Linked DNA regions of Pan troglodytes: region 2 is linked to region 1. Evidence: chromatin contacts called from public Hi-C data. All regions are on one chromosome and are shown on one strand. Each heading gives the region's core, a stretch centred on a gene start, on an enhancer-like site or on the middle of the called end of the contact. The rest is flanking DNA. Distances are from core to core; before and after follow the strand shown.

Region 1 (6,830 bases), core at 1,241-3,740:
TTTCTCGGGAAATGAAAATCCATGTGTCCTAACCATCTAGTATCAAAGCAGAAGAAGGCAGAGTGCATAGGATTTGCAGATCCACAGCAGCATTAATAGGCAGCTGGAGAAATGAAAGCTTGCATCGCAGGCTATAATACAATGCTTGTATCCAACCCGGGCTTCGTGTATGTGGGTATGTTTTTCCAATATTATTATTAAAAATACAACATAGGCCAGGCGCCGTGGCTCACACCTGTAATCCTAGCATTTTGGGAGGCTAAGGCGGGTGGATTGTCTGAGCTCATGAGTTTGAGACCAGCCTGGGCAACACGGTGAAAGCCCGTATCGACTAAAATACAAAAAATTAGCCAGGCATGGAAGCACGCGCCTGTAGTCCCAGCTGCTTGGGAGGCTGAGGCAGGAGAATCGCTTGAACCCAGGAAGCGGAGGTTGCAGTGAGCTGAGATTGCACCGCTGCACTCCAGCTTGGCGGAGAGAGCGAGACTCCGTCTCCAGAAAAAAAACACAATATACTATTTCAGGAAATATTAGGAATAAGACTCACTCACAATCCCACCAACCTAGCACACATATTTCCATTTTTGGCCATTTGCTTCAGCCTGTTGAGATGAGGATGTGAGTCTGTGTCACCAGAGGGGGTCAGGGGTGGGTGAGTGTTTGAAAAAGTAGGGGTCTGTTTTCCTCCGTGAACTCCCCCGCCCCCACAGCTGAGACCCGGTGGGAGGGAAGCGTTAACAGCGCAGAAGGGTCCCCACTGCCTACCCCTGCCCCGTCAGGAGTCTGAGCAGACACCACGGGCTCCAGGAGCAGAAAGGACTGAACCTCGGTTCCTGGGGAGCAAGAGCCTGGGAGAGAACAGGACGCACACTCCTATGGCCGTGGGGAGGCGACCTTCTTTTGCCCTGATGCTCACTGGCTCTATGCTGTGCCACTGATCGGATGCCTGGTAACTTCCTCGGCCATTGCCCGGTATCATCAGACATTTGAGTGGCTTCCAATATTGCACTATTAGGATGGGTGCAATAAATACCCACAGGCTGACCTCGGCTTTGCCTCTGGACTTCAGCTCCAGGTTTTGTCTCTCGCTCCAGGCTTCCTGCTGTCCGACTTCCTGGCACTCTGCACCCCCACCTTATTTCTCTCCCACGGCAGCTTCTCATCACCCCGTCTGGAACTAACAACACCCTCTTTTCTCTTTCATTTTACCCATCCTGGTGCTGACAGCTCACAGCAACCCTGCCCGAGTCTTCAATGGCCCCCACACACAGCCTCACCGAGGAAAGCCACGTTCTGTAGCCTGGTGATCACCCCCTATGCCTGGGCCCAGACTCCCCACTTCTCTTCCTCGTCTCCTTCCACATGCCCTTCAAATGTCCAGCCCTGGTCAAACTGACCCGCTCACAAGTCTCTAAGACACTGCTGGGTCAAGCCTCAGTGCGTTTGCCCAGGTGGGTCCCTCCACAGGAGCACTCCTCCCGAAACCCACCCACCGGACATGTTCCTGCTGCCCTCCTGCAGCTCACAGCACCCCTGCCCGTGAGCTCTCCCGGCGGGGTCGGGAACTGCCTGCTGCATCTGGGCATGCTCTGCACACTGCTCCAGGGGCTGCCCTCACAGCCGACTGTATTTGGGGTTTGCCTGAGCCTCCCCTCCTGGACCAATAACTTCTAGAGGCTCATGACCATTTTCCTTTTATCCCCAATATGAATACAAAGATAAGGTCAAAGAACACACTCAGTAAATACACGCTGAGCTAATGAATGAACGAACGACTGAATGAGGCAGTGGGTCTGAGTCCTCCCTACGGACAGTGTGGGCCATTTTCCCCCCACGCTGTGCCTGCGGAGTTTCCCACTCCTCTGTCCCCGGCTTTTATACTCAGGAAGGAAGAGGGCCCAAGGAGAAAACAAGGAGCCAAAAGCAACCTGCCTGCAAGGCCTCCTCCCGAGACGTGGCAGCTGTGGTGGCACTGACAAGAACTGCCAGTGAAGGACAGAAATGGGCAAGTGGGAGGAGATTGATGCAGAAAGCCCCCCGCCACCATGGCCACCGCCCACCGACACTGCTCCTCAGGGCACGTCCACCCAGCGCACGCTCCCCACGGTGTGATTCTCCCAGTAGGCTCGCCTGCCAGAGCCCTTCCGTTATTGCTGGATGTAAAGTTCCCAGCCTCAGAGTCTCAGAAGCTCCCTGCCCTGAAATGCCTTTAACAGATAATTTTTCAGAGACTCCTGAAATGTAAGTCTCCCTCCAGCAAGCAGGTCTGTCAGAGATGCAAGACCTGCTTTTAGCGCTAGTCCTGATAATCCCACAGCAGAGCCAGTTCTCCACTCTGCTGAAGAATTTAGGGCTGGGGTGGCGTGGGGATGAGTTGGATTTAATCTTACGTTCCCTCTTCTCAAAGGTGAAGAAAGGCCAGATGTGCCTGTTGGAAGCAGGTATCCCTGGAACCTGCAGGGGGCAGCTCAGGAGGTGGCTTACACTTACTTAAGCAAGTGACTTACATTTACTTAAGCAATGCTGGTTCTTCAGCGGCTCCTCCCAAGTCCTGGAAGCAGCCCAGGGGATCCCAGCCGGGAGAGGAAGGAGGCTCTGGGTTGCAGCATCAGTGGCCGTCTTCTTGCTTGTCTCTCCCACTGCCTGTCATCAACTTCCTCCCCTGGTGATTTTGCTGGGCCCTTCCCAGACATCCAGGAGCGGTGGAGATGGGCCTTCTGACTTATCCAGTGACCAGGCCACCGAGTGGTCTCCCTGCCTCCAGCCCAGCCCAGCCATCCTGTCTCCCATCACTGGCATCCGATGCTGTCACTCCCTTGCACTGAAACCTGCAGTGGCTCCCTATTGCCTATTTCCTCAGAACACAAAGCCCTGAGTAGCCAGTCAAAAGGGAGTTTACTGCAGGACTTCTCAGGGCCTTTGGTATGCTAACATCCCTTGCAACTCTCTAAGGTGGAGATTGGAGGGGATTATACGATAAGATTTCCCAAACTTCTGTGACTGTGGAACCCTTTCCGCAGGGACATCTCATGAGTCAGGTGCTCCAGGGACACTGATTTGGGGATCACTAACTAAAGGCTAAAATTTACACTCCTTACCAAGGCAATTGAAGCCTTCATAACCCAGCCTTGACTGATTCCCCAAACCTGGCTGTCATGCTCCCGTTGCCTCAGTATGTTGCTTTACAAAATTTTTGCTGCCTGGAAGCAGCTTTCCTTTTCCTCCACCCAGCAAAGTCCCAATGCCCCTTTCAACACAGCCTCCTGGCCACCTCCTCCAGGAAGCCCTCTCCCACTCCCTTTCCAAAGGTGGGTTTGGCTACACTCTCCCCTGTGTGACAGTTACACAGAGACTCACAGCACACAGCAACATCTGCATTTAGTCAAAGTGATGCTTCAGTTTGCATTTCAAGACTAAGCTGCACAAAAGCTTCAGACCTCACCCAGATGGCGAGACATTCACACAGGGTCTGCAGGAGCTGATGTCCACTGGGGGAGCTGCACATTCTCATCCCTCCTCACAGAGGGTGCCCACTGACACTAATTCAATGAGTTATCTCTCGTTTTGCTGGACTTCCCTCCACCCCCAAGTCGTAGAAGTGGATTTGCATTGGTTAAATGTGTATATAACCTGATTCCCATGTGTAGAGTTAAGTGCCTTTCCCTTCTGCCTGTGGCCTCCTCCAGAGGTGTTTTGTTCTTCATTTAGTGACAGTAGAGTGACAAGGAGCTCCATGTCACATGGCTTCTCCCTGTGGCCTTGGTGAGCCCAAGGTGGGTATGAATACACCAAGCTGACTGCTTGCGTGACGGGTGGGCACATGCAGGCAGTGTGTGGAGAAACAGCTACGTCCAGCCCTCCTGAGCCATTCTGAAGTGGCACCGGCTGCCCCTGCCAAGACACCGGTAAGCTTCCCCTTGCCACTAATCTCACATGCTTACAGGAAAGACTCTCGGCGGCAGGAGCTAGCAGCGGGGTGCTCAGAGACTATGTGTCCTGCCAACAATGTGCTCAGGACGGATCTGTGGGATCCAAGCCACATCTGCTGAGGCTTTGAGAAAGTTCTGTTCTCCCTCTCAAAGCTACCAGAGGCCACGAAGGCTGGCCTTGGATTCAGGGTACTGGTTTGAACCCCATGGACATTCTCACCCCAGTCCTTGCTCCAGGACCAGGATGAATGTATCATTTATTATCCAAACCAAGATATTTTAAGAGAGGGAGAGACCGGCTAACTTGCAGGAAGAACAGGCATACACTGAGACTGTCTGGATCATGTGGGATGTACGGTCATTGTAGCTACGACTGGCTGGCTGGAGGAGGACAGCAGGGAGCAAGGAGGCACATGGCCATGTGGCAGGTCACCTGCTGGTGCACTCCAGGCTCAGTGTGGCAGAAAGGTATGGCCGCATAAAGGAAGAGCTGACAAAGCCCCTCTAACCAGCTGCTCTCCCGAGGGTCCCCTGGCACAGAACCCCCTCATGTTCTCACCCCAAAGTGCACAGGACAATGAAGGGCAGAGACAGCACGATAGAGACCCCTGCAAGGCCTCCCAGTGCCATCTATGGGCACCTGAGTTACCAAGCACCTGTCATGGAGGCTGCTGTCCTGCAATCAACAAGGTTTTTAAAACCTGTCTGTTCTAACAAGGGTGCCAAGACCATTCCATGGGGAAAAACAGTCTTTTCAACACATGGTGCTGGCACAGCTAGATATCCACATGCAAAAGAATGAAAGTGGACCCCTGCCTCACACCATATGTAGAAATTAACTCCAGGTGGATCAGACTTACATGTAAGACTTAAAACTATCAAACTCTTAGAAGAAAACATAGGTGTAAATCTTCATGATCTTGGTATTAGGCAGTAGTGTGTTAATATGACACCGAAAGCATAAGCAACCAAAGGAGCAATAGATAAACTGGATTTCAAAACAAATAAACTTTTGTGCCTTAAAACAGGGGCCCCAACCCCTGGGCTGTGGACCAGTTTGTGGCCTGTTAGGAACCGGGCCTCACAGCAGGAGGTGAGTGGCAGGACAGTGAGCATTACCGCCTGAGCTCCACCTTCTGTCAGATCAGCAGCGGCATCAGATTCTCATAGGAGCATGAACCCTATTGTGAACTATGCATGCAAGGCATCCAGGCTGTGCACTCCTTATGAGAATCTAATGCCTCCAAAACCATCATCCTTCCACCCTTGTCTGTGGAAAAATTGTTTTCCACAAAACCAGTCCCTGGCACCAAAAAGGTTGGAGACCACTGCTTTAAAAGATACCGTGAAGAAAAGGAAAAAGATAAGCCATGGAATGGCAGAAAGTATTTGCAAATCATATATCCGATAAGGGACCTGTAACTATAATATGTAAAGGATTCTTACAAGTCAGCAATAAAAAGACAAATAGGCAGAGGATGTCAATGGACCTTTCTCCAAAGAAGATAAACAAATAGTTACTAAGCACATGAAGACACAGGAAACGTCATTAGACATCAGGGAAATGCAAATTAAAGCCACGATAAAGTACCACTTCATTCCCACGAGGATGGCCAGAATAAAAGAGTCAGACAGTCAAAAATGTTGGTGAGGATGGGGGGAAACTGGAACCCTCATCCACAGCTGGTGGGACTGTAAAAAATGCTGCAGCAGCTTTGGAAGACAGTCTGGCAGGTGCTCAAATGGCTTCACATAGACTGCCATACGATCTAGTAATTCTGCTCCTATTTACCCAAGAGAAATGAAACATCTGTCCGTACAAACACTTGTACGCCCATGTTCACAGCAACATTATTAAAAATGGCCCAAAAGTCCAAGTATCCAAATGTCCACCAGCTGATCAATGGATAAGTAAAATGTGGTATATTCATACAATGAAACATTATTTGAGAGTAAAAAGGAATGAAGTACTGACACCGGGATGAACGTGCAGGAATCTTGAAAACATTACGCTAAGTGAAAGAAGCCAGACACAGAAAGTCACGTATTATATGATCCTATTTATATGAAATGTCTGGAATAGGGAAATCTGTAGAGACAGAAAGTAGATTAGTGGTTGCTGGGGGCTGGGGGGTTTGAGGGGAAATGATGGGTGGCTAGTAATAGGAGTGTCTGCTATTTTTTTTTTTTTTTGGTTGATGAATTGTTCCAAAATGTATTGTGGTGTTGGTTGCACTACTCTGTGAGTATAATAAAAACCACTGACTTCTGCACTTTACATGGGTAAACTGTATAGCGAGTTATATCCTAAGATTGTTATAAAGCAAAAGCAATCTGAATGGCTGAGCCCGCACGGACGCAGCATCACAATCTGCCCTGGGGGTCCTCGGAGCACACTCACCTTATTTATATCTTTCAAACGATGCACCTACTGCATTCCTATCTTTCTTCTAAAATGTTAAAGAAACTGCATCTACAAGACACATCTTCAAACAGAAACACAAAAACCTTACAACAAAACAGGACTGCACAGGCCACGCCACCTCCAGAACTGCCCTGGCTAACTGTCAGGACAGCAGCAATGTTTTATCCACACAGAAGCACAAAGGGACAGAAACTGTGTTCTCTGCCTTCTTACTGAGACACGAGGCCACAGGAAGTCCACTCAGGATGGCAGGGTCCAGCGGACAATGGCCCCTGCTGCCACCCTCAGCCTAAATTCGGCTCCCAAATGTATCACGCTACCCCACGGCCGGCTCAGCTTTTCACCCCTTGCAAATGTAATAGTGAGATCCCTCCTACCAATAGCCACATTGTTACCTGAAGATTGACAGTTCAACAGAAAAGCCACATTAGAAGAGGAGGCCCCAGGAAGAATAAGACCCAACGTGGCCAAGCAAG
Region 2 (7,412 bases), core at 827-3,326, 200 kb after region 1:
GGGAGGGGGGAAGCCTGGGAGAGCAACTGCACAGTCTCTCCCGCTGAAGTTCAGGACTCAAAAATCAACACTTCCCAGCAGTGGCTGCCTGCCCAGGATGCCCCTCCCTCCTAAAATAGACACAATTTGTAGTTCCTTGTAAAATGGTTGTATCAGGACTTCTGATTTACTCAATCAGGGCTTGCGGTTTATTTTTAGCAAATAAGAGAGGCCTCCTATGAGAAAGAGCAGCCACACTTATAGCACTAACAGGTAGAAACTTTACTGGCCCTCCATAAATCAATTCAACACCCTGGTCTCCAGGGATTTGCCAAAAGCTAATGGGCGGCAATTATGAAACCATCGCCAGGAGTTTCCAGCAGGGCTGAGAGAGTTTTAAGTCTGCAGGCCCTTTCAAGGGTAAAATAGGAAATCATTTCATGAAGCAGCAATTTTACCCAGAACCCAGCTAGAAGAGATGTGATCCTAGCTTAAATTAAAGTGACTAAGAAACAGGTGGGGTGAACAAGGAGGTGTGGTACGCAGTCATCTTCTCCCACTTTCCTTTGGAGTCCAAAGGAACTCAACATTGGAAACACAGCTGGACACGTTAATAAAGATCCCAGCTGGGCAGTCTAGGGAATTGGGGGTGTACAGGCCAGTCCTCCCTCTCCTCCACCTTGAAACCCTGCCTGTTTTCACACAGCAATTGAGGATGCCCCCTTGGACAGTGACCTTGGGGTCTGGGGCAGCCATCTATCCCAGGAGGAGGAGGAAGGCTCGGCAGGGGAGGCTCTGGCCAGCCCACCAGGGCCTGTCCAGTTTTGTGGGGAGGGGAACTGCCGCACATGCCGTACAAAAGGTGGAGGCTTTGACCAACATGCTGGGTGAGGGCTTTGAGGACCCAAAGGTGGCTCTTTCTTTGAAGACACACAGCAGCAATCTTAACCCTTAGAAGTGTCACAGAGCCTCATATGAGCTTTCAAGTAAGCTGTGGAAGTCGCGATTCCCAGGTAAGGGACGGGAAACTCCGGATGTCCTGCGAGCCCACACCCCAGATGGCACCGCCTGAAACCAGAGTCCAGGTCCTCCACCCCCGATTGTTTCTCCTTCCCCTCATCTTACCAAGTCATGTGGGCGCCCCCACCCCCATCCCCGAGGCCTCAGTGCGACGGTGACGGCTCAGTCTTGGGGCCTGAGCTGCTGGAGACACACTGGAGCACAGCGGGGCCCAGCCCTCGGGCCTGTCTGAGGCTTTCCTCCGCCGTGACCACCGCCTCTCCAGGTGTACCAGCGTTGGTTAGGAACAGTAGGTGCTACTGGTCACAGTCACCAGATACTTCCCACGAGCCTCATCTTTATCCCCGACTCTGGCCGCCGGCGGGAAGCGGCGTGTCCGAGCGCACACCCCGTGGAGACTGACCCTAGGTCTGTTACTCCAAAGTCCCTGGTCTCTCCTTCCCCTTTCTCGCGGCCGCCTGCCTGGCACGGGACCCTGAGGCCGGAGCGGAGACCGCAAAACCCCTTGGGGCCGGCACCCCCAGCCTCCGCCTTGGCGCAGACGCGCCCATCTCTGGGACGGCCCCGAGCGCACGCAGCCCGCGGGCGACCCTCCTCCCAGAGACCTGCAGGCTGCCCCCGGCTCCCAGCGTACCGCCACCCTCAACCCGACACACCCAAGTCCGCCCCAGCCACGCGCCAAGACGCTCACCTCCCGCAGCAGGCGCTCCAGGTGCGGCTCGGCCCAGGCGTCCAGGGCGCCTGGCGGCCCCGCGCGCCGCAGCAGCTCCCGCTCCTCCTCGAGCGCCGCCACCCGGCCCTGCAGCGCGGCCGCCTGGACACCCAGCAGCAGGCAGGCAGCCGCCGAGCCCACGGAGAGCAGCAGGCACAGCGCGCTCACCGCCCGGGACCCGGCCGTCGTCGCCGAGCGCCCTCCGCCGCCGCCGCCCGCCGCATTGCCCTTCCCCGCGTCGCCGCCGCCACCGGCGCGCTCGCCTGGGCCCATGGCGCGTTCGTCGCGCGTGGACTCTCCGAGGGGGCGGTGCTGCTGGGGCAGAGGCTGAGTGCGAGAGGAGCAGGCGGGACAGCCCGAGGCACGAGGTCCGCCGGGCGCGGGGGTTAGCCTCCGGGTAGCAGCGGATCGCCGCGCACGCCCCTTTCGCCGCAGCCAGCTCCTCCACAGCGGCCACTTTGGGCAGTTTCCTCTATGCAAATAGACCCTGCCAGAAAAGGAGCAGGGACCCACCCAGGGGAGGAGCGGCCGGGCTGGCCCCGCGCGGCGAGGGGGCGGGGGCGAGGAAGGAGCTAGCTCCTCGGAGCCACCCGTCGGCGCCAGGCTGATCCCACGCGCAGCGCGCACCTCTGCCCTCACCTGTCCCGGGCGCCGGCACCCGCCCCCGCACGCACCTCTGAGGCTTCCCCAGCCCAAGTCCGCACTGTGGACCCCAGAGGTCGGAGGGGAGCCCAGCGACACCGCGCCCCTTCTGCAGCCCACCCCTGGCTGGAGCACCCACCACTCGTGCCTTAGCACATTCCTCTAAACTTGTGAATTACCTTTCTGACACTTGTAAAAGTTCAAAACTTCAAATCCTGCAAAAAACTTAGTGGGTCTGTCCTAGGTGGTGGATTAGCGCCGCTTCGTGGCGGAAAGCGACCTCTGCGCACTCACATTGAGAGAGGCAGGGTCGAGATTGCGCCAAACGGAAATACGCCTCTTAGAATCTTCTCACGAGTTCTTAGCTGCCGGACTTCGGTGCGGGAAACAAAAATGGTAAGACTGTTTCTGGCCTGGAGAGGGCTTTTGAGAAAACTGAGACTATAACGAATGGGAAAGATTCAGAAAATGAACTTCAAGTCTTGTTCAACTGATGACTTAATTCTGTATCAGACGCCCAACTTGGCCAAAAATTATGATCTAGTATGCACCACACTTAACCTGTACTGCGATTCTGCTGCAAATTTAAATCACAGGGCTGAGGCAAGAAGGCTGTGGCGTACAGCCTGGGTCCAGAGAACAGAATGAGTGGCACTAACGAGTCTTGGCAGGAAAGGGAAGAACTGCTGGAAGTCAGGCTGGGTTCAGATTCCTACCAGGCATATTCATGTCCTAAATGGGTCCCAGGTAACTCTTTCGCTAACTCCTGTAATACCTAAATGAAACAACAAACCAGCCGTTCAGATCTTTGTGATTTGAGTAACCCCCCAACCATTTTCTTTTTAAGAAAAATAACGTTATATCCATCTTCCCTCTCACTATCTGGATATCTTCTGGTTATCTCATTTCTGTGGATACTCACCTTTTAGAACTGTTGAGCGCCTCTGGCTAACATGTTCCGTCTCCTTCCCTTAATTCAGAGGGGAACCCCTGAGATGGCCGGGGGTTATGGTTGATAGACTTGGCTCTGTGCTAAGGTCTGGTGTATGCCCAATAGAATGAAAAGTTGGCCTCATTCTGAAAAGAGGCCAACACCCTCTTACAAGTCAGCACTACATTTCTTACAGGCACATAAACTGCACACCACCTACCTATGTTAATGTTACTGCATGTATTGTTTGCCATGTTCCTGAAGCTTCTGTGTATTGAAAAAGCCAAGCTCACTGGCCCCTGGGCCTCTGCCCTTGCCTACCACCTCACTACCTGCATTCCTGCTCTCAGATCGTTAAACGGCAAGCCCCTCCTCATCCTCCAGGTCAAGGTTCTCAACCTCACTGCTTCTAAAAGACCTTCCCAGACTGCCCCATTTAAGGTGGCCCACAAGATTCATCAGGGAATTGGGGTGGCTGAATTAAGATGGAAATACTGTCTACAACTCATTCTAAAAGGCAAAAAAGAAAATGACTTACTTGTGTCCATTAGGGTCCTGGAAGAATAGATGGCATCCTCAGAGAGGGTGACTCAAGACAGCCTGAATGTAGAGCCAATTCACAAAGTGGAGATCAGAGGGGCCAGCAGGGGAGGCCGAAGCAGCACTCTGCGGGTATTGACAGTGGGAGGCCATTACCATCCCTAACTGGGAACCCTGGGGAACTCAGAGCTATAGAAGAGGGCTGCTCCACAGCACCTGTGGCCCTTGGTTAAGGGGAACAGCCTCTGCAAAGCCATGGCTTGAAAGGGAGGGAGCTCACAGAATAAATACTCAACTGCTCTCTCCTGCTCTCTGATCTACTGGGGCCTTTCAACGACCAAACCTCCAGGGCAGAGGCCAGCCTCCTAGAGGGCAGAGAGCAGAGGCAGAAGGAAGAAGGGCAGATCTTGAGGGGGAATAAAAGAATATCCACTAACCTATCGTGTGTAGCATCACCTAACAGGTAGACAGCACTTACACCAATCCCGCTGCTGCTGCCTATGAATGGCTAACCTGTCAGCAATAGACTAAACAAGGTACTCCTCAGGCAGACTAACTGGCCACGTGGTGGCAAAACAGCTACTTTGGATTCCCTCCTTCCTGCAAGGACCAGTGGTTTGCCCCTCACAGGGACAGCACCAGCTGTGGGCTTGTCTTTCCTGCCTGCAGAGCCTCAGCCAGCATTGCTATCCCTACAGAATGCCCAACCCACAGGTACAGGATCTCACACACCACCACACCCAACCAGGGTACCCATTTTACAGTAAAGGTCTGGGGCTGAACCCATGGACCAAGGAATCCACTGGTTGTGTTGCATCCTGCACTGGTCAGGAGCAACCAGCCTCACAGAATACTGGAACTGCCTTCTGAAGGCACAGATGAAGCACCAGCGCAGAGGCCACTCCCTGAAGGATTTAGTGCCATCTCTCAGGATGTAGTGTGTGTGTTAAATCAGGAACCTCTGTATGATGCTGTGCTCCCAGTAAGAATACGTGGGTCCATGAACCCACGGGTAGAAGCACTAGCCATCCCTCCCCATGACCCCATGGGGGATGTTATGCTTCCTGTTAGAGAGTTGGAGGTCCTAGTTCTCAAAGGGGTTACATTCTTGCCAGGGGACACAGTAGGGGTTCCATTAAACTATAAGCTATTGCTGCCACCCAGGGCACTCTGAACTCTGTATATAGGGACCTGAAATCAAGACGGCACCATTTGGCAGAGGCAATTGACCCTAATGAGGAGGAAGAGGTAGGGCTGCTTCCATACAGGGTGCAGGAAAGAATAGGCCAGGCACCTCATGATAACGCCTTTGCCCAATTACAACTGGAACAAAAATGTGTAGCAAGCCTGACCTGATGATCTACAAACGCTCAGACTCTTGGAGATAAAGGGAGCATATCAAACTATTTTATAAAATAGGGATTATTTGGGTCAGATAGGGTGGACAACCACTGAAGAAGGAATGTTAATAATGAAAAGGTTCAAATATGTTCAAACTGCTGTTCAAGAAGGCATGGATATGTAATCCAGTTTATAAAAATTTTCAGCAGAAAATTGTTTAAATTAAGCCACAAGGTTTAAAGGGATAGCAAAGGGTGTTGCGTTTTTTTTTTTTTTTAATAAGGTAATGTTATTTAAAAAAATTTTTTTAAGAAGGCAATGTTAAAAAAGGCACCAGGTTTTGATTCAATGCCCAGATTCTAGTTCTGGCTTCACTAATATCTCACAGTATAAACTGAAACAAGCTATAGACCCTCACTTTTTATTTATTTATTTATTATTATTTTTTTTTAGAGGTGGGGGTCTCGCTATATTGCCCAGGCTGCTCTTGAACTCCTGGGGTCGAGCAATCCTTCTGCCTCGGCCTCCCAAATGCTGGGATTACAGGGGTGAGCCACCATGCCTGGCCACCTTTTTGTTTTTAAAACAGAGATATTGACATGGACCAGATTTACTATCTGACTATTTAAAACAACTAAAAAGCCAAAAAAAAAAAAAAAAAACTGTATAAAAACAGCAGTTTTCGAGACACCAGACATCAGGCATTAAAAGCCAGTGATCCTTTGGAGACAGGAAACAAAGTGAACCCAAGGACTGCCCTGGGTTCCTACTCTGGAGAGATTTTCCAGGACACAGTGCAGGTAGAGCCAGCGGAAGGTGAAGAGAGAAAGCTGAGTCCAGGGAGGCCAAAGCAGTTAGAATTTGCAGAGGAGAGGACAGGAGAGGGGAGAGCTGCACAGAGAATTAGAGATCTGCAGCTGGTTCCCCTGAAGCCTTCACCTGAGAACTCATCAGCATCCCTGTATGAGGAAACTACCAGAGGCCAGGACGGAATAACCCAAAAGGATTAGACTCTAATAACTGGCAAACACAAACCCTCACAGCTCACTAAGCCAGGCATAGTTCTTCCTACCAACCAGTGTGGAAAATCTGATAACTCAGAGAACGTTGGGTAGAGTACTCAAAAGGTTTTTGCCTCGGTAGTGGGGAAAATACTAGCCCTAGACTAATTGCTGCCCTGGTCCTGTCTAACAAAGCTTAAAACCCAAACCTGAAGAGATCAAACTGATTCAAATACTTAATCATGTCCCACAATAAAGCATACAGAATTTTACCCAATAAGGTAAAACAAAAGGTAAAATTACCAGGCATGCAAAGCAGCAAGAAAATATGACCCATAATAGAAGAAAATGCAATCAATCAAAACCAACCCAGAAATAACAGAGATAACAGAATTAGTAGTAAGCAAAGCTATTAAAAGCTGTAACTGTATTCCATATGTTCAAGGAACTAAAGGGAAGATTTAACATGTTAAGTAGAGGTATGAAAGTTATCTTTTAAAAAGACTTAAAATTCTAGAAATTAAAACGATAATGTTTGAGGTGAAAAATACATTGAATCACATTAAAGGCAAATTAAACACTTTGGGGCAAAAGATCAATGAACTTAAAAATATATCAATATAAGCAAAATAGTGAGAAAAAGACTGAAAAAAATGAAGAGCGTCAGTGATCTGTGCAATCACTTCAAGTGGCTTAATGTATGTATAACTGGAGTCCCTGGGGAAGAGGGCAGAAAAAAATGTTTGAATAATGGCTGAAAAACTTTTCCAAATTTGATAAGAACTATAAACCCACACACATATCCAATAATTTCAAGAAACCCATGCACAAGAAACATGAAGACAACCGCACAAGCCACATTATAATCAAAATGCTTGAAATGAGCAAAAGAAAACAATGTAACCAGAAAAAGAGACACAAATACAGTAACAAGGATAACAGCAGATTTCTTTGTTGGAAACAATGCAACCCAGAAGATAGGTAAGCAACATCTTTTGTCAACCTAGAATTTTATACCCAGCAAAATTACCTTTCAAAAAACAAAGGCTAAAGAGTGACTTCTAGACATACAAAAGCTGGAAAAATTCATCCACCATCAGACCCACAATTTTAAAAATGTTAATGGAAGTAATTCAGGCAGAAGGAAAACCATGCCAGATGGAAATATGAACTTACACAAGGACTGAAGAGCATAGAAAATACTAACTCTGTGGGTAAATATAGGCTTCTTTTCTTATTATTTAAA

Evidence for each region. A called contact is a pair of places that touch in the nucleus more often than the background predicts.
Region 2: a Hi-C map of induced pluripotent stem cells shows a contact between it and region 1, with 1.7 times the contacts expected there. The contact joins the promoter of COL23A1 here to the enhancer-like site in region 1. A contact is called at or near these places in 1 of 7 Hi-C or Micro-C datasets (induced pluripotent stem cells) and 1 of 1 other capture datasets (stem cell-derived neural stem cells).

The regions. Positions count from the first base shown.
Region 1 is chr4:175,860,616-175,867,445 of NHGRI_mPanTro3-v2.0_pri, forward strand. All of the region lies in intron 2 of COL23A1 (collagen type XXIII alpha 1 chain), which reads right to left. Among named protein-coding and RNA genes, the nearest start is that of PHYKPL, 160 kb to the left of the region's middle. Within about 2 kb of position 2,491, at least 1 of the 24 cell types and tissues checked has an H3K27ac peak or open chromatin away from gene starts, as enhancers often do. A contact at or near this core is called in induced pluripotent stem cells, where this site is marked.
Region 2 is chr4:176,060,536-176,067,947 of NHGRI_mPanTro3-v2.0_pri, forward strand. COL23A1 (collagen type XXIII alpha 1 chain) reads right to left here and starts at 2,077. Exons shown (of 29, transcript XM_024356856.3): 1 at 1,691-2,077. The coding sequence starts at 1,984.